Linked DNA regions of Sus scrofa: region 1 is linked to region 2. Evidence: chromatin contacts called from public HiChIP or PLAC-seq data. All regions are on one chromosome and are shown on one strand. The core of a region is the stretch at or near the end of the contact, and the rest is flanking DNA. Distances in the headings are between cores, read along the strand shown. Region 1 overlaps BMPR1A (bone morphogenetic protein receptor type 1A). Region 2 has its middle 79 kb from the start of LDB3.

Region 1 (4,324 bases), core at 712-3,211, 130 kb after region 2:
CTTTTAAAAATAATATAACATTTATGACTGAGTCACTTCACTATACAGCAGAAATTGACAATTTTAAAATCAACCATAACAAAAAAAATAAAAGTAATACTACATTTAGCTATCTAGTTTTCATCACTCCTCGTTTCTAACATCTTTGACTTAGACCTGTCTTTTAGCCCTCTCCTAAGTGCTCTCGTCTTCCTGTGGTATAGCTCACCTATCTTAGAAGATATGAGCTCAGACAGAACACAGAAACATGGTAGGATCTCTGCACACTTCATCCATCCCTTGGTGGCCTTTCTTCTAACACTGCCCGAAACCCCCTTCTGATTTTTCCTTGCATTTTCTGTTCTGTACCACTAAGCTTGTTTTGAACTCTAGCTAGCCTTACTGGAACTATTCTTGGATGCTTTGCACTTATTTTATTCATCTTTAAATAAAAACTCTGCATTCCATCCTTCATGTGGGTTTTCTCTAAATCTGGGATTTTTTCAGTGTCACCTATGTAACTCCTGACATGTCTCTCTTTTCTCTTTCTTTTTATGATCATTTAAAAGTAAAATTGTTGGACTTCTCTTGTGGACAGCAGGTTAAAGATCCGGCGTTGTCTTTGTGGCGGTGGCTTGGGTTATGGCTGTAGTACGGGTTCAATTCCTGCCCAGGAACATCCATATTCCATGGGCGCACCCCCCTCCCTCCAAAAAAGTAACAATTGTCTAACACTTTCAGTTACAAAATGTAAAACTTGTGCTTTTGGAGGTTTCCAAATAATCTTGACCTATCTTCCCTTATAGAATCTCACATTCTATAAGGGAATATCTGGTTAATACGAGGTTTCTCCTTTCTGGCCATCTGATATTTAGGAATAACATGGTCAATTTCTACTTATATTCTTGCTACTTTTATAATGACAAACAATTCCTTTCTGTTACTATTTTGGTCTAGAATGGCACTTATCCCAGGCAGTGCTGAAATGTCAGCATTCAAAAGTTGAGAACTCAAATACTGTACTTGTAATCAAATAAAACTTCACATTTAGTTATTGAGTCTGTTCTCATGACTATCATCTTTCCATGTGTTCATTTTCTGATCTTTTAGGGACACACATCTGGTTTGTGGTCTCTAAAAAACCCTCAGGAATATTGTTTCTATATTTTGCCCTTATCCTTACCAAGCGAGCTTCAACTTGCTTCATTAGTTTCAACACAGTTGTTATGTGCAGAATCAGCAGTATCTTCTGCCTCCTTGACTACCTTTCCTAACTTGTCATTTCTTTCACTGAGGATACCCTCTGCTTTTTGTTCAGTCTGATCTTAAGTCTCATCTAAGTCTCAGTACTACTGTAAGATCATATTTGCCCTACTAGTAGATTACTATTTTAATACTAGTAATGTATTACCTGTATTTTTTAGGAAAAGATCTCATGACTTTAATTCCTTTTTTACTAAAAACAAATGACTTGTAATACTTTGAGAGGCCAAAATTTTGGTGAAAAATACTTATAAACTATTGTTTATCTGTAATTAAGTTAATAGTCTAGTGCTATAACACATCATCTGCATACATACATTCTTAAAAAAAAAAATTTTAGGAGTTCTCCTAAGGGTCTGGTGTTGTCACAGCAATGCTTGGGTTGCTGCTGTGGCATAGGGTTGATACCTGTCCTGGGAACTTCCACATGCTGTGGGTACAGACAAAAAAGAAAGAAAAAAATTTTTAGAGTCTTCATAACACTATTTCACTACAGATTCAAATTTTTCAATAATCTTTTTTCACATGTAAGATTTGCAGGTCTTTTTTACTCACTGAATTATAAATTGCATTTTATGAATATTTTAAAAATTAATTATCTGTTTACTGTATTGCATTGTTTCTAATTTTATCATTACTCGTCCTCTAGGATTCACCGAAAGCCCAGCTACGCAGGACAATAGAATGTTGTCGGACCAACTTATGTAACCAGTATTTACAACCTACACTGCCCCCTGTTGTTATAGGTAGGTTAGCTGAGAAAAGTACCGTCTTAATTCTCAGTACAATATTTTCTCTGGTTTTAACAATAAGTCAAACTTTCTGGAATTTAACACCACAGATTATTTTTCCTTTTAAGATGTGATAGAAAGATATGTTACTTCTTTGTTTACTTCTGTTGTCAGGTCCATTTTTTGATGGCAGCATTCGATGGCTGGCTTTGCTCGTTTCTATGGCTGTCTGCATAATTGCTATGATCATCTTCTCCAGCTGCTTTTGTTACAAGTAAGATAATTTTGATGCAAAGTATTTTGTTGAGTATTAGATATAAACAGTTGTTCTTTTGTTTGTTTGTTTGTTTTTTAGGGCCTCACCTCAGCTTATGGAAGTTCCCAGGATAGGGGTTGAATCGAAGCTATAGCTGCCAGCCTACACAGCCACAGCAATGCAGAATCAGAGCCGAGTCTGTGACCTACACCACAGCTCAACACCAGATCCTTAACCTGAGCAGGGCCAGGGATCGAACCTGAATCCTCATGGATACTAGTCAGATTGGTTTTTGCTGCGCCACAGCGGGGACTCCAGATATAAACAGTTGTTCCTGAGCTGAAACTATTGACTACTGAGTGTAATTGAAAAGCCGTTAACTTGTATTCTCTGGTTGTATCTTCTTTAAATAACTAGATTATAGTTTTCTTAAGGGAAAAGAGGACCGTACTACCAATTAATTGGATACAATGTTATACTTTTGTTATGATTTTTTGTTTGTTTGTTTTATAAAATATTGAACATTCAGGAGTTCCCTTTGTGGCTTAGTGGTTAATGAACCTGACTAGGATCCATGAGGATGTGGGTCCGATCCCTGGTCTCACTCAGTGGGTTAAGGATCCAGCATTACTGTGGCTGTAGTGTAGGCCGGCACCTGCAGCTATAGTTCATCCCCTAGCCTGGGAACTTCCATATACCATTGATGAGGCCCTAAAAGCAAAATGTGTGTATACACACACACACACACACATGCGCACACACACACACACACACACACATATATATGTATGTATATATAGAACTTCTTTCTGAATTTTTAAAACCTGTCCCAAGAAATTGACTATATATATATATATATATATAATATATATATATATAATAACTATATATATTTTATTCTTGGTTATTTGGTGGTTCAGAATTGTTTGCAAATGCAAACATGATTTCAGAAGACAGTTGCCATATGAGAAGAGCAGTAAGAGGAGGACTTCACTTATAAAACATTATCTTACTAGCATATGGATAAAAAGAGAAATCAGTAGAACTGGTTACTAGACCCATAAGTAGATCCAAGTATCTAAAGTGTATAAAGAAAGTTTAGTATATAATAAAGGTAACATTACAGCTAACTGAAATGATCTAAAGAAAAGTTGGCTTGTTCAGTAAATGGATTTGAGAGTAGATAGCTGTATGGACGAAAGTGAAGTTGAATCAATTCCCTACACTGAAATAAATTCTAGACAGATTGGAGCTAGATATAAAGTGAAATGATAAAAATATGAGAACAAACCTTAGATTTTTAAAAAATAATCCCAGAGTTTGGAAGACCCTTCTGAGTCTCACATAAAACCCAAGCAAACAAACAAATAAACCCCTTAAAATAAAAAAAAAAAGATGGTGTCAACTACATAAAAATAAAACTTTACTCTGTGGTAGAAACCACTATAAATGCTCAGAAGACAGACTAATAGTGAAAAATATCAATGGCTTATATTACAAAGAGCTGATTTCTTGAATATACAGAGCTTCTATAAATCAAAAAAATAAATAAATAAATTCAATGGAAAAATAGCCCCCCTAAAAATGAACACATGGTTAATCTAAAAAGAAATACATGTAACTCTTAAAAGAAAAAATAAAAAGATGAATCAAGAATACTCAGAATATGAAAAAAGAAAATACTGTTTGCCACCTATTACACTGGCAGAGATTCAAATGTTTGATAATAGATCTTTTACGCATTTAAATTTTAGAAAGCTGAGACTGATTAAGCATACTTATTTACTTCTGTTGCCCCCACTAAAACTGCAGTAAGAAGTTTTAACTTTTTGGGGAGTTCCTGTTGTGGCTTTAGTGGGTGGAAAACCTGAGTAGCATCCATGAGGATGCAGGTTCAATCCCTGACCTTGCTCAGTGGGTTAAGGATCCAGCGTTGCCGCAAGCTGCAGTGTAGGTTGCAGCTCGGATCTGACTTTGCTGTGGCTGTTGTACAGGCCAGCAGCTGCAGCTCCAATGTGACCCCTAAGCCAGGAACTTCCATATGCTGCAGATGCAGCCATAAAAAAAGGGGTGGGGAGAGTTTAACTTTTTGTCC
Region 2 (4,640 bases), core at 449-2,948:
AAATGAATGTGGCCCATTCTGCAGGAAGTGGATAGACCAATCTAACAGAATGCTGCCATACAGCTGTAGTTTCCAGACGTTGATGAGTGTAGTGATTCATTAAGTGAAATCTGGAAAAACTGAGCAAGATCAGTTGACAGAGGGAATCACCAATTAGGAGGATAGCTAGAATAATTCAGGTATACAATGAGGAAGGTAGATTTTAAGGTGGGGAGCAAACTAAATGCAAAGTCTACATTTTCTTTTTTTTCAGGCTGTACCTGAAGTATTTGGAAGTTCCCACAGGCTAGGAGTCAAATCAGAGTGACCTACTGCAGTTTGTGGCAACACCAGATATTTAACCCACTGAGCAAGGCCAGGGATCAAACCAGCATCCTTATGGATAATAGTCAGGTTCACAACCTGCTGAGCCACAACAAGAACTCCCTGTAAATCTACATTTTAAAAGAAATATTGACAGGTATTGGGTACGGGTTAAATGTATGATTATGTTTCCTCATGAAAGAATGGAGGATGTTGTCTTAAAGTGCAACTGAAACTCCAGAACTCAAGCATTATTCATTGAAAAGAGTTGGTAAAATTTAAAGTCAATGATAGTTCTGTGTTATCATAACAGTCATTTGTTAGACTTTCATCAAGATAAGTAATATGAATCCTTAAAAATATTAAAAACTCCTCTCCCCCCCCACCATTGATTAAAAATAAAAGAAACAAATGAGGGCAAACTAACAATAGAGAACAAAATGATTTATCAATTATCTTCAGGGCTTCCGGTGTGCAAGGCAGCATGCTAGATTGTAGGGATACCATGGAGTGAGAAAAAGACAGTTCCTGTCCTCTATAACTTTATGTCCAGCACAGGGATGGAAACACACGTGGTGGATAAACTAGCATGTCTGTTCCCATTGGTGACACACCACACCTAGGAATGTATCTGGATAACCATGTAGACCATGGACAGTAGATACAGTATAGCTGCTAATGACACAACATTCCTGATCCGGGATTGTCTCTTCCCAGTTATCTCAGCCTGAATCCCTATCATGACACCTTGTCATTCACAAGGTAATCATACCTAGCTCCAAATGCTGGGATTTCTGGACTATTAGCACCAAAGGAATTCTTGAGTAGAATCAGTGTTCAGAGGTAAGATATATATACACATACAAATATGCATATATATACACATACAATTACATACTCATACACAAGCACCTATTACACCTTAATACTTTATTTAGCTAAATAAAAACAAAAACCAACTATATCCATTTGCCTTTAATTAGTTATATCTGGTCAAAAAAATAAAGTATAAGAGGTCATAAATCCACTGCTCTCAGGACAGAAAGGCAGGGTGGTGAGGGTAGTGAACTGCTATAGGATGGGGAAGGACAGATTTACTGTGGGCTGAGTGGGAACTAGGGTGGGGAGGCCACAGCTCCAGGTGTTTGGTGGGAGCAACTACAGTGTGCTAGGCAGTACCTGATAGCCAGAGAGCAGTGAGCAAACAACAGGTGGTAGCCCAGGAGAGCAGCAGGCATCAGGATGTCCACTTTGAGGTAATGGGGGAAAGGAGGCCTGATAGATGGATAGAATACAGAAGGAGAGAATCTAGGAACAAAGCTGAAGGGAAACAAGCATTGCCATCAGGAGTATCTATTAGTGCCCAGCAGAGTCTGTGCTGTAGGACTGGGACAGGCTCCAGAGAGCAGAGTCCAGACAACAGGCAGAGAGAAAATCAAGTTCCACTCAGGTTAAAAGGCCAGGGCTTCCAGATCAAGAAAAGAGCTGTGAGTCAGTGCTCAGAGGGGGGCCAAGGTTATGGCTGCCCAGTAAATAGCAGAGGGAGCAGAAGGCTGAGTGCCAGGCTTGGGACTAGAGGTCTGAGAAATCTTCCTGCCATAGGGCCTGGAGAGGATTAAGCTCTATGGTAAAGGGTGTACTGATAGCAGAGAGAGGTCTATAGAGACCACAGATTAGGCAAGACCAAGTGGTGACTACTTTGCAACAGAGCATCACTAAACCACCTTTTAATCACAGGAAACAAGTGCTTTGAAGCAAAGAGGAATGAAAATGGAAATGGGAAAAGCAGCAAGTCATTTACGGGTAAACACAGAATGGGAAGTAACATGTTATACCATTACAAAGAAAAGAACACATTCAGATTTTTAAACTTTTCTCTATTTTGTGCACTGGATTATATTTATATATCACCATCTCTTTTCATAAACACAATTTCTGTTTTGACTTGTCCTAAACCGTGACAGGGTTATTATTAACCAGTAAAATCATGTAGTTGTGTCCATGCTGAAAAATGTAGCTGTCTCCTCTACTCTTCATAACACTTTTGTCCATTTAATATTGGGCTTCAAACCAACCTAAAGCATTGCTTTGCCAAGGGCATCCTTTCACAAGTACCTCCTTACTAGATTCAAATTCATCTCCATATCCACAATGACTTAATGCTGCCTTTGCCTCATAAGCATCTGCATCAGGAAAATGACTTTGGATGGATTAACTTGTATTACCCTATTGAGCTAATGCCTTCCGTGAAGGCAGCACTCTCCATTTCACTGAAGATGGTATAACCCAGTTTCCCTGACCCACTCTCACCTCTTCAATATAGTCCAAGCCAGCCTCTAAAACAGTCTTGTTGACAAGGTTCAAAAATGCTTAGAGGAAATTCTATCCTTATCTTGCTCATTCACTTAACAAATATTGAGCACCTGTTATATGCCAGGAACGAGGCTTGGAGGAAAGAGCTGAGAACAAGACTGACAAGGTCTTTGCTCTCGTGGAGTTTTCATTCTGGTGGGTGAGAGAAACTCACTCCATAAACAAATAAGTAAATGAACAAGGTAAATTTCATATAGTAAAAATGGTATAAATAAAACGAAATTGGCTGTGTTGGGGTGTTAATTTAAGACAGATGATCAGGAGTTCCCGTTGCGGCGCAGTGGTTAACGAATCCGACTAGGAACCATGAGGTTGCGGGTTCGATCCCTGGCCTTGCTCAGTGGGTTAACGATCCAGCATTGCCGTGAGCTGTGGTGTAGGTCGCAGACGCGGCTCGGATCCCGCGTTGCTGTGGCTCTGGCGTAAGCTGGCAGCTACAGCTCTGATTGGACCCCTAGCCTAGGAACTTCCATATGCCGCGGGAGCAGCCCAAGAAATGGCAAAAAAAAAAAAGAAAAAAAAAAAAAAAAGACATGATCAGAGAAACTGTCCTTGAGGATCTGAGAACTGTAGGAGAAGGGTGATTTTCCATTCCTAACTAATGCTATGTGATTTGGGCATGCAATTACCACTCTTGAGAACTATACCTCGAATTGTGCAGAGGAAAAAAAAAAAAAAAAAGGGCCCATTTCCAGCACATTCTATTAATCTACTTATAGGAAAACTATCACTTTGGAGAATATTATATTTGGACCTTGAGGTGTTGCTTTTGAGTTTGGGGGCCAGACCATACGTGTCCAGATGTCTCCTTGGGCTTCCTGGCTTCTCTTGTTCATTTAGTGGGCAGGCAAACCGGAGAAACAGGCTGGCATGCATACACATGCCAGGAACCAGAGAAAACACCATACTCAGTTGTTGGTAGTTAGGTTGCCTGCTGTGATAAAGCTAGGGATTTAAATCCGGGCACTGAGGTGGGCCTTATCCAAGGAGAACAAAAGAATGTCAAGTAAAATTCCCATAAACTTGAAAAGGAGTTCCTTTTATAGAAATACAAAGATATGATGATTTAAAATTTGATGTTTCAATTTTGCTCTCATTTCTGCAGTGGCTGTAACACAGATTTGTGTATTTCAGAAACTTGATGTACTAAAGTTCCAATCTGAGATTGTTGATTTTATAGACTGATTCATGTGTAAAATTGAACAGGCTGTAGAGGATATATTAACACATTTATCATGGTTCTATCTGCCATAACACATTACTCAGTATACATCAATGAGTTCTTTGGCGAGTCAGTCCAAATCTCCTCCAGCAAAAGGTCCACCTTTTCTCTTAAAATTAGAGCAGTGTCATATGTAGAAACCTTAAAAAAGTGACAAATTTTAGGTGTTGCAGGGAAACCCATGTATCAAACATTCATCCTGTGTAGCAAGATACTCTTCCATGGCTCTCAAACCTGAGAAAGCTATAGAGTTCAGGGAAAAAAAAAACAGAATTGAAAAATAATTTGGAATTACAGAGGGTGTCTTTTTTTAGGGCCGCATCCCAGGCATATGGAAATTCCAGGGTTGGGGGTCAAATCGGAGCTACAGCTGCTGGCCACAGCAACGCTAGATCCTTAACACACTGATCAAGGCCAGGGATTGAACCCAAGTCCTCATGGATACTAGTCAGATTCCTTACTGCTGAGCCACGATGGGAACTCCCACAGAGTGTATTTTCACCATTAAGGACAAAGGTGAATTAAAGAGGGAGAAAAGAGGGACAGAACACAAGATAGACCAAAAAAAAAACCAAAAAAAACAAAAAAAACAAAAAAACTTTAAATAGGAATGTAAGGGAGTTTAGCCATTTAAACCAGAATATAAGGGAATACTCCGGAATCTAAACATCTCTTAAGGGAGAATGTGTGTAAAAACAAATATCTGGACCTGGCACATTCTTTTCCTCCCCTGCTTTTTATG

Evidence for each region. HiChIP or PLAC-seq counts read pairs in DNA pulled down with a chosen protein or histone mark.
Region 1: an H3K27ac HiChIP or PLAC-seq map of skeletal muscle shows a contact between it and region 2. The contact joins two enhancer-like sites. A contact is called at or near these places in 7 of 47 Hi-C or Micro-C datasets (alveolar macrophages, embryonic fibroblasts, fetal heart ventricle and 2 more) and 2 of 2 datasets of contacts at active chromatin or transcription factors (alveolar macrophages and skeletal muscle).

What each region holds. Positions count from the first base shown.
Region 1 is chr14:87,867,675-87,871,998 of Sscrofa11.1, forward strand. It overlaps BMPR1A (bone morphogenetic protein receptor type 1A), which reads left to right. Exons shown (of 11, transcript NM_001204767.1): 4 at 1,892-1,988; 5 at 2,148-2,247. Among named protein-coding and RNA genes, the nearest start is that of BMPR1A, 15 kb to the left of the region's middle. Within about 2 kb of position 1,962, at least 4 of the 83 cell types and tissues checked have an H3K27ac peak or open chromatin away from gene starts, as enhancers often do. A contact at or near this core is called in skeletal muscle, where this site is marked.
Region 2 is chr14:87,737,448-87,742,087 of Sscrofa11.1, forward strand. No RefSeq gene overlaps it. Among named protein-coding and RNA genes, the nearest start is that of LDB3, 79 kb to the left of the region's middle. Within about 2 kb of position 1,699, at least 15 of the 83 cell types and tissues checked have an H3K27ac peak or open chromatin away from gene starts, as enhancers often do. A contact at or near this core is called in skeletal muscle, where this site is marked.